Linked DNA regions of Ovis aries: region 2 is linked to region 1. Evidence: chromatin contacts called from public Hi-C data. All regions are on one chromosome and are shown on one strand. The core of a region is the stretch at or near the end of the contact, and the rest is flanking DNA. Distances in the headings are between cores, read along the strand shown.

Region 1 (5,259 bases), core at 757-3,256:
CGTCATGTCTGACTCTTTGTGACCACGTGGACTGTAGCCCACCAGGCTCCTCTGTCCATGGGATTCTCCTAGAATACTGGGATAGATTGCCATGCCCTCCTCCAGGGGATCTCCCAGACCCAGGGATCAAACCCACATCTGTTATGTCACCGGCACTGGCAGGCGGACTCTTTACCACTAGCACCTGGAAAGCCCATACTCTGTGGCACCATAGGCTATTAACCGGTTTTATATCTATTAGCAAATTCATTTCAGCATTCCTGATTCCATGTGTGTGTTCTTCAAATTCTCCTTTGAACAGATTTTAGCATCTTACTCATTCCCTAATTAATAGATGGGTTAAATAAAATGTTTGAAATTTATTCATTATGTGTTTGCATATGAATCATGATTTTAACCTTTTTGAAAATTGTACTTTAGTGTAACTCCTGTATTTAATGTTAAGAACTATTATATCATATTAATAATCACTCCCTTTATCAACTTTAGTTTCCATTTTCTTAAAAGGAAAGCAATAGCAGTGAAAAAAGAAAAATTACCTCGCCATATCAGACTTAATTAAGCAGTTCAGAGTGTTAGTACAGAAGGGCTTTTCTGTTGTTTTCTAACTTATAAGTAAAGGAAGGAGACAATCACATGTATTCAGGTTTATTTTCCAGGTACTCTTGTGTATGTTGTCAAATTTATACCTCACAGCAACCTTGTGATAAAATTATTGTTGTGATCATCATTATTATAAAACACTTATTCTTTATTAGCCACTCTTTTAAACTCCATGCATATAGTATCATATTTAATCATTACAGCAAACTTATGGGGTAGATACTATTGTCCTCTTTTTCCAGATGAAGAAACTGAGGTGTCAGGAGATTCAGCAACTCACCTAAGATCACAGCTAATAAGCAGTGGATTCTGTATTCAAGCCCAGGCAGTTTAACTTCAGAGCTTGAACTCTCAACCACTTTTCATTTAATTCCACTTAACAGCTGAGAAAAATGACAGTGAAGTTACTTGCCTAATAACAAAAGGCAAGTAAATGACAGGGCCAAGATCTCTACCCAGGTCTGCCAGACTTTAAAGGCCAGCTTCCTCTACCAGAGCAAAGAGAGCGACTATTACTGAAGTTGAATACAAGCTGAAATGTACCTACAGCTTTTGTCCTGTTGACAACCTGATCACATTTACAGCAATCATTCAAAATAACTCACATCTTGTTCCTCCAAAGCAGAAAATCAGCTGGAAGGAAAGCTGTTAGTATTTGAACCTACAGGAAAAAAGCATATGACACTTTGAATCTCCCTTAAGAATTTCAGGTACCATATTCAGCCCTGTGCTTTATTTATCTGGCCTCTTTCCTATCTGTTACCATTATCTCTCAAGACCTAGTAGGCAGAAATATACCCTGAAAGGCCTTGCCTGGTACCTTGTGCAGAATAAAAAAAAAAAAAAAAAAAAACACAAAAAAACCAAAAAACCTTCAAGTATTGTGGGATGCAACCACCTGATCGGTGCAACATGGAGATGCCTACTCAGCTGAGATGCTGCCCTGTTGCCCCCAAACACGATCACTCCAGCAGAGCTTCTCCGAGGTACTAGGTGCTGGGGTGGGCAGCTGTGGGCCACGGTTTAGGAGACTCAGAGATGCGGAGGAGTCTGGCTGAGATCATAAGGAAGAATCTTGCTGCTTTAATTCCTCCTCCTGCAAAGCAGCTCCAAGACCTCTGGCCATTTCCTCTCCCCTCGGCTCCCTCCCTTCCCTGTACACCCCCACCTATTGTCGCAAACAAGCCCCAATAAGGCAGCTTTCCCACCATCTCCAGCCCTGCCCACCCTAAGCATTGCCAAATTAGGGTTTTGCCTCCCAGCCCCGGGGCTAGAAGCTTATAAACCCTCCTCCGCCCCTGCTGTCATCCCCTCACTGCAGCGCTACGGTCCTGTGGCACCTCCAGGCGCAGCTTTGCAAGCCGGCATCTGCACTGCGGGGCTGCCTCCCCGGATCTCCCTGCCCCCGCCTGGCTTCTGTTCTCCTCTGTGTGCTGCTGCCTGCAGCTTACATAAGCCCCGCGCACTGCACACATGCAGTGAATTCATCTTCTCCTTTATGGAAGCCCCTCTGGCATGACAGGGAAGCTGAAATGCTACTTGATGTTCCTGCCCCCCGCCCAGCCCTCCGCGCCCTGGAGCTGTCAAGTCATCACGCCCTAAAACAACAAATTCAGCAGCAGCAAATACTCTGTGGACAGGGCAGAAAGCCCTGAATTGATAACTCTGTCCTAAGGAAATAGGAACTGCTGAGAAGGGGGTATCTGAGCAAGTGTTTTAACCTCTGGGCTAGCGCAGCATTGCATCTAATCAGTTGGGACCACCTGCCAGCCGCACTGGCCCCAGCAGAGCCAGCCAAAGTCATCAGACCTACTTTGCCAAGAGAAAGGAAGGACAAACTGGTTTGTGCCAAATCTTCTCATAGACTGATTGACGTAGTAGGTATTTGCTTCCTGCTTGGCTTTACTAGGATGTTCTATTCTGGAAACATTAAACATCTTCCCTGGTGGCAAGGGGATAGTCCTAATTTCCTGCTGACAGGATTGAGTGGCCCCGTGGTCTCCTCTCATTTCCAACCAGCTGCAGCCACTCTCTTCCACTCCCAGGAGGCTCTCAAGTCTCCCATCAGGAAGCCCAGGACACAGGGACGTCTGTCCTTTATAGTCACGGGGACTCTCCTTGTCCCACCAAGCAAAAGGCCATCAAGCTGAGTTCACCAGTCCATCTGCCTTGGTTAGATGTAGATGGAGCCGCAGAATGTCTTTCTAGTGTGGACAGAGCATTTTGCCAGATCTGATTCATCACCCTCAGGAGCAGGAAGAGGGAACTCCTTCCAGCAATACTATGGGGCCTAAGTAGGGAGATTCTTGGAAAGGGCCCTCCTCTGTCCTGGCTATCTCGTGGGGACTCTTACTGCTCTGTCAAGTTCAACTTTGCAAAAGTTAGGCCTCCCAGGTGACTCAGTGGGGTTCCCCAGTAGCTCAGTTAGTTAAGAATCGCCTGCTATGCAGGAGACCTCGATTCGATTCCTCGTTCTGGAAGATTCCCTTGGAGAAGGGATAGACTACCCACTCCAGTGTTCTTGGGCTTCCCTGGTGGCTCAGGTGGGAAAGAATCTGCCTGTAATGTGGGAGACCTGGGTTTGGTCCCTGGGTTGGGAAGATCCCTTGGAGGAAGGCATGGCAACCCACTCCAGTATTATTGTCTGGAGAAGCCCCACAGACCGAGGAGCCTGACTGCCTACAGTCCATGGGGTTGCAAAAAGTCAGACATGACTGAGTGATTAAGCACAGCACAGATGACTCAGCAGTAAAAAATCCGCCTGCAGTGCAGGAGACGTGGATTTGATCTCTGAGTAGGGCAGGTCCCCGGGAGAAGGAAATGGCAACCCACTCCAGTATTCTTGGCTGGGAAATCCCATGGACAGAGGAGCCTGGCGGGCTATAGTCCATGGGGTCACGAGTCAGACATGACTTGGTGACTAACAACAACGATAGAAACTGAAGAGGAATGGATTTGGCAGGGAGCTGCTCTAGAAATAGGGTGACATTAGGATGACCAACCATCCCAGTTTGTCCTGGGTTTAAAGGAGGACACAGGACATTCTGTTGGGAAAGTCCCAGGCAGGCTGGGACCAATCGTGCAACCAAGGCAGGGGTAGGGGTAAAGGAGATTTTCCTTGGCAACTCGAGCTCGGGACTGAAAGGACGTTTTTTTCCTTCCCAAAGCGTACAAGAGAGTACCTGCTCCCTGACAAATGACAAGGAAGAGGACATCTCATATCCATTGATACACAGAAACTACTGCAAATATAAAAAGACAATTCTGGGAGAAGGTGTCAAGAAATCTAATGGGTTAACAATGTTCAGGACATTTAATCTTCAGCTGTACCCTGTTTGTGCCAGTTGGAATGGCATAAGTCATAAAAAGGACTCCATATCCATGATGGCAGGATGGCATCCCCACATTCCACCCCTGGCTGTACTCACTGCATCAACCTCTCCCCCGACCCCCACAACTTAAACTTAGAATAGTAACAGCAGTCCTCTGCATGGCATTTCCTGGGCATTGGATAGAATAGTAACAGCAGTCCTCTGCACGGCATTTCCTGGGCATTGGATGTGAGCCTCTCGGAAGCAGGCGGCTACAGCATAATAGAAAGAGTCCTCACCTAGAAGTCAGGGCACCTGAGTCCATTTTCCTTTTAGTCCCCTCTGACTCCATGACCTTGGTCAAGCATTTAACTTTCTCTCTACTGTCAAAGGGAGAAAACACTCCTATTCCACTTCTCCCCTCCTGGCTGTGAGGATCAAATGAAGTGACATGGCTCTCAAGAACCCTAAGAGAGTTGGACTTTGATCTGCAGTTCCCAGGATGTCTTAAGTATTCCAAGCTAACTCTACCTTTGCCCCAGCTTTGGGAAACTTCACATCCACTCCCTTAGATTTTTTGTGTATCTTCTTTTTTGCGCCTCTTCTGAAGGTATAAACTGAGCTTCTTTCCAGGGATGTTTTGACCGAATTTATACTCCTTTAACAATCATTCAGTCCAATGGTCAGATCTTCAAAGAGAGGAGTGGGTTGGAGACCAATCATAACCAGAGACTTTTAAAAGCCTATGGCAACAACTCAACTGGGAGAATCTGAAGATCAACTCTCCGTGGACTAACTGAGCCCTTAGGAGACCAGCCTTTGAGATTTGTATCTGCAAATTATCTCTGCAACTTACCCCATGATTGCTCTAAACTTCAAATTCATCATCATTAAAGCAGGGGTAGGGCAGGGGGAGCAGGCAATATTCTGTCCTGTTTGCCCGGATTGTGAGCACTAAATATGACGATGATCTTTCGTAAACTATAGAATGTAGTATATTTAAAATATGAAAGCCCAAAGCAATCGATTTTTTAAAATTGTGGTAAAATATGTACTAAGAATATGCAATTTTTAACCATTTTAGGAGTTCAATTCAGTGGTAGTAATTACACTCACAATATCATGGAACCGTTACCACTATCTTTTCCCACAGATTTTTCATCACCCTAAACAGGAATTTTGTATCATTAAAGCAATAACTCTCCATTCCTGTATTCCCTCAGCTCCTGTTAATCTCTGATTTACTTTCTAGCTCTATGAATTTCCCTTTTTTTATTATAGATATTTCATATCAATGACATCATATAATATTTGTTCTATTGTGTCTGTCTTATTTCACTTAACG
Region 2 (5,115 bases), core at 861-3,360, 560 kb before region 1:
CAGGGCTCCCTCAGTGGTTGCAGTGGCGGTGCTAGTGGTGTCGGTGATGGTGATGATGATATTAGAGAAGGAGGGGCAGTGATGCAGGAGGGGGGAGTTCCCTCCCTCCTTCCCTCTCTTCCGCAGTCACGACTCATATTCAGATTTGCCTACAACTCTGCCCTTCAAAATGACCTTACCAAAAAAAAAAGTCACCCTTTCCGTGTAGAGAGGTGGAAGACAGGTAAGGTATCTAATTTGCAACGGGAAAAAAAAATCTATCCAGTCAAGCAACAGGCTACTCAAAATCTTGTAAGATGACCTGTTTCTGCCTTTATGCGACTTATTTCTTACACCCAGGCACCGATTCTGCCTCTCTCTGTAGACCCTGAAAACAAACCGACTTTGCCATGTTTACGGGCCAAGGCTCAGAAACGGAGTCCTGACACAGAGCTTCCAGGGCCGCTTCTGGGTTGTGATGACTCCAGGGTAGGTCATCGGTGGCGAGATTCTAGGTCTCGCTACGAAACACTGCAGTGTATGGATTCTGTCTCCGCCGCCCCCCACCCTCGCCTTCTGAAGTACATATTTAGACTAGATGAAAGGTGCTATAATACACAAACTCTCCTGCATTCGATCCGATTTCCTTCCTGTGGTTCTCTCAGAGCCTCAAATTTCATTTTTAAGGACTTGGGACACGACTGTAAGGGAGAGACAGATCAACTCTCCCACCGCCGGACCGTTCCCAGGACGGAAGGGCTCCAGTGATGCTCAGATAGACTACAACTGACCGAGACCGCCACAATCCACATAACGCTCTACCTAGCGAGCTCCCATCCCCGCCCGCGCCTATTCCGGGGACTCCGCATTCCGCACAGGGATGACAAGCCCGGGCCGGCGCAATCAGAGCAGCGCTCACCACCCGAACCCGCTGCGCCTTCGCCAGCGCGGAGCGCGCGGAGCGGTCCGCAGAGCCTGCGCAAGGGATGCGCCTACCCGGAAACACAAGGCGCTAGGGGGGCAAGAGCTGCGGACCCCGTACTTACACCAGCTGCCACCGGTCCTGCCCAAAAACTCCTTCTTCTCCGAGTTCCAGATAAATTTCTTCCAGCTGCCCTCCTCCTTGGCTTTTCCGCGGGCCATGGTGGCGGGTCAGCAGCTGCCGCAGGGACTGAAGATGGGTGACTGCGGCGTGCGCCCTCGCGTCCTCCCGGGCTGCCGCTCGGCGTTCCCGGCCTGGCTCTCCGCTGGCTGCACCCGCCGCTGGCGCTGCGGCTCTCTGAGTGCCAGACGCGCGGCGGAGAAGCAGAGTCAGGAGCGGCAGGAGGGGTAGGCGGCGGCGGCGGGGGCGGGGGCGGAGGGAGGAGGGAGGGACCGCGCACGCTGGGCGGCTCCGAGCCCCGCACCTATTGGTGGGCGCGCGGCCGCTCGCGGGCTCTCTTTGGTCCGCCACGCGCTCCTCTTGCCCTTGGGCGGGGGGCAGTTCGGGGCCCGCAGATGCCGCTCCCGCAGCCACCAGGGACGCGTGTCCGGCCCCCACCTCCTGTGACCTCTGCAGAAACAGGCAGGGACAGAAGAAAGTCAGAAGGAAGGACGGACAAACGACTGCCGTCTGCCACGAGTCGAGAAATTGGCTGGGGCGCACGCCCTACCTTTACTATATACCGCGAGGGGCGGGGCCTGCGGCCCGAAGGGGCGGGCGCGGGGCTGGCACAAAGGAACTGCGCGGCGGCGGCGCGAGGGGCGGGCTGGAGCCGGGGCGGGGACACGGCGCGCCCGCAAGCCCGCGCAGCCCCCTCCTCGATCCGGGCTGGGCACAGACCCCTCCTTTCCGTACTGAGCTGCTCTGCACCTGCGTCGCCCGGCGCCCGGCAGGCGCTCGGGGTCCCCGGCCTCCGTCCGCCGCCGGTCCCACCCCTCCTAGGCCCTGGCTGGGTGGGGGAAGGCCATTCCCGGACTCCTGAGAGTCGGGGACTCTTGCCCCGCTCCGCCCCGCCTCCCGGCTCCTGCACCTGCCGCCGGCTCCGCGCTCCCCGCCGCTGCGGTTGCAGTTCCGGCCCGTCCCTCTCCTTCCAGGCCAGTCCAGTCGGCCGCCCCGGCTCCTGACTGCCTCACTGTGCTCCTTGTGGGCGGCCTGAACCACCTCAAGCTGGACAATTGCCAAACCCACCCAGGGCGGCAGCCCAGATCCGGGGTTGGGAAGGGGTGAGGTGGTGTAGGAGGCCGACCGGTCAGCTCCCAGTGGGTCGTTCCCTCGGAAACCAGTCGTACTGCCTGGCTGGCGGCTCACACCGGTCTAGACCTGGGCGACAAAATCTGCAGGTGACCCAGCCACCCAGGACTCCCCTTGGCGCCGAATCGGTGCCTGGTACTGTCACGGACATGGTTTTATGCCCCCTTAGGGGGTCACAAAAAGACCACTTTGTTCTTCTATAAAATACCGAAGGCCTAAAAGGCTCAGGGAAGTCCAGTTCAAACGGCGAAAAGTTGCAAGGCAACCATTGGCACCTATTATTCCTTCCCCTCCTTTATCCCCCGTGCCTCACGTGAAAAGCCAGACTTCTTGGTTTCATCTCCTTCTGCTAAGCCCCTGAGCAGTTTCACATGTCCTTCTCAAGACAGTGACACAGCAGAAATCAGCAGGGGAGCCTCTGCAGTCAGGACAGAGAAGCCCCATCCCCAGGGGGCAACCTAGTCCATCTTGGGAAAGGAGCTTTCCCATCCCCATATTTAGAAAGCCGTACAGGGGGATGCTTGTCCGAGTCACCTTTTTGTCGCCAAGGTCAACCTGGTAAGTCTAAGGACAAGCTTGCATTGATGTAGTGCGAGCTCTTTCCCACGAATCCTTCCCAAGGCCCACCTACATGACCTGGGCAAACCTGAAAATTCCTGAAATGCAGGAGCAGCCATCCATCCACCCAGCCCCAGAGGGGCTGCTGCATGTAGGCTTGGGTCAAGGGCAACTTTGAGAACTGCTCTGCGGAGAAAGGAAGCTGCCCCCTGCTTTGCCCCTGCAGTGTTTGTATTGGAAAAGCCCCAAGCTGGTGGTAGAACTGCAGGAAGAAGCTGCCCTTGTGGGGATGATGCCCCGGTACCCTCCCAGCAGAAGTTAACTCATGGCGGACTCGCCAGCAGGACAGGTCACTAGGAAGGGCATGCGTTTAGGGAGTACCTGCTATGAGCAAGACCAGGAAAAACCTGTGGGCAGAATCAGTGAAAGAGGATGAATGGAGGGAAAGATGGAATGGGAAGGGATGGGGGTTTGAGTGAGAGAGTGCAGCGCCCTCCTTTGTGCAAACTCCCTTTACCCACCCCTCCCTCCCTCACTCTACCTCTCTCTCTCTTCTCCAGTAGAGATATGTAGTACAACAAAGTATGCCGAGAAGGGCTCACATTGCCAGGTTTTTTATTAGAACCCTCATTTTCTCCTTAAAAAAGAGGTATTCTATCTTACTCTCTAGAGTTGTGGCAATTGCCAATTGGCCTGATCCTGTGTCCGGCAAGGATGAGCTTTTTCTGCTGGCCTTTAGGTACTTCTTCCCTGCTATCTTTAGGGGAAGATAAACTCCCCTCAAACTTTACCTCCCTAGCTTTGTTCATTCTTCTTCCCTTGCAGGTAAACTTTTGCCAGGTTCTGACAAGCTTTGAGGGTCATGCCTTCACGGCAGTTGCTGCTGCTGCTGCTAAGTCGCTGCAGTTGGGTCTGACTCTGTTCTGTTCAGTTCAGTTCAGTTCAGTTCAGTTGCTCAATCGTGTCCGACTCTTTGTGACCCCATGAATTGCAGCACGCCTGTGCGACCCCATAACAGCAGCCCACCAGGCTCCCCCATCCCTGGGATTCTCCAGGCAGTAACACTGGAGTGGGTTGCCATTTCCTGCTCCAGTGCATGAAAGTGAAAAGTGAAAGTGAAGGCACTCAGTCGTGTCCGACTCTGTGCAACCCCATAGATGGCAGCCGACTAGGCTCCCCATCCATGGGGTTTTCCAGGCAAGAACATCTCATTCTAAATCAACCTCCCCTGGCTTATAGGAACCTCTGTGTTTCTACCCAAACCTGGTATTGCCACTGGAAAGCATGATCTCATCTCGATGAGAATCAGATTCAAACTTCACCTTCCATTCTAGACTGTCTAGAATTGTTTCACTCATCTAACTATGTTGGACTTCCCTGCTGGATCAGACTGAAAAGAATCTGCCCAAAATGCACGAGACATGGGTTCAATTCCTGGGTTGGGAAGATCCCCTGGAGAAGGAAATGGCAACCCACTCCAGTATTCTTTTCTGGAGAATTCCATGGACAGAGGAGCCTGGTGGGCTACAGTCCATGGGGTCACAAAGAGTCGCACACAACTGAGCAACTGACTGAACCATATCACCAGAAAGAGCAACCTGGTGAAGGGCAAGACAGACCCGCATTCACCCAGCTTCAGCTGTGTGGCCTTGAGCAAGTCCCTTGTTCTCTCCAGGGCCAGTTCTCTCAGTTGTAAAATTGGAGTGACACAGTGTTGCAAGGATTAAATGGGAGATGTGGGAAAGCCCTAAGTGCAGTTGCCTGGTACATAACAAGAGCTATTGAGCAACCAGCTTAATTATAATTAGCTGTTTCCATTTGACCTTGTCTAACCTTGAGGCTGCTGCTAGGACCTTCCCACTGTGACAGCCCCTCCTGCCAGGGTTCTGAGTTCCCTGAGAAGGTCACCCTGACTAATTCTCCACCCTCTAGGCCACCTTTCCCCTTGCTTTCCAGTGCTTCCTGCTCTGTGACCTCCTCTAAGTTGAGTAATGAATAACTCGAGCACACCATGTCCCTTTGGGCTGTGCTGGGCTGGGCTTGCGTACTGAGGCCCCTTCAGAGAAGGGTGCTGTGGCAGCAGGTTGAAAGCGGAGAGTGAGTGGTTCTCTAGAGGGAGGGGCGCTTCTGGCAGATGGAGCTTGTGGCTCTGGGTAGGGCTGGAGGAGGTGTGCACCATGGAAGCTGTTCAGTCCATGCCTAGGGAGGTCTGGTGTTTCTGTGCAGAAAGAAGGAGAACAGAATTCTTCCGCCCAGGTTAAAGGCTCAGGGCAAAAGGACACTGTTTTCATCTGTTTTTCTACACGTGCTAGGGAATTGGAATGGCTATGGAGGACTGTGGTTGG

The links. A called contact is a pair of places that touch in the nucleus more often than the background predicts.
Region 2: a Hi-C map of muscle shows a contact between it and region 1, with 7 times the contacts expected there. The contact joins the promoter of ATP1B1 here to the enhancer-like site in region 1. A contact is called at or near these places in 2 of 16 Hi-C or Micro-C datasets (hypothalamus and muscle).

Annotation. Positions count from the first base shown.
Region 1 is chr12:35,471,743-35,477,001 of ARS-UI_Ramb_v3.0, reverse strand. No RefSeq gene overlaps it. Among named protein-coding and RNA genes, the nearest start is that of XCL1, 51 kb to the right of the region's middle. Within about 2 kb of position 2,006, at least 14 of the 54 cell types and tissues checked have an H3K27ac peak or open chromatin away from gene starts, as enhancers often do. A contact at or near this core is called in hypothalamus and muscle, where this site is marked.
Region 2 is chr12:36,032,238-36,037,352 of ARS-UI_Ramb_v3.0, reverse strand. It overlaps ATP1B1 (ATPase Na+/K+ transporting subunit beta 1), which reads right to left and starts at 2,110. Exons shown (of 7, transcript NM_001009796.1): 1 at 1,992-2,110; 2 at 1,026-1,531. The coding sequence starts at 1,122.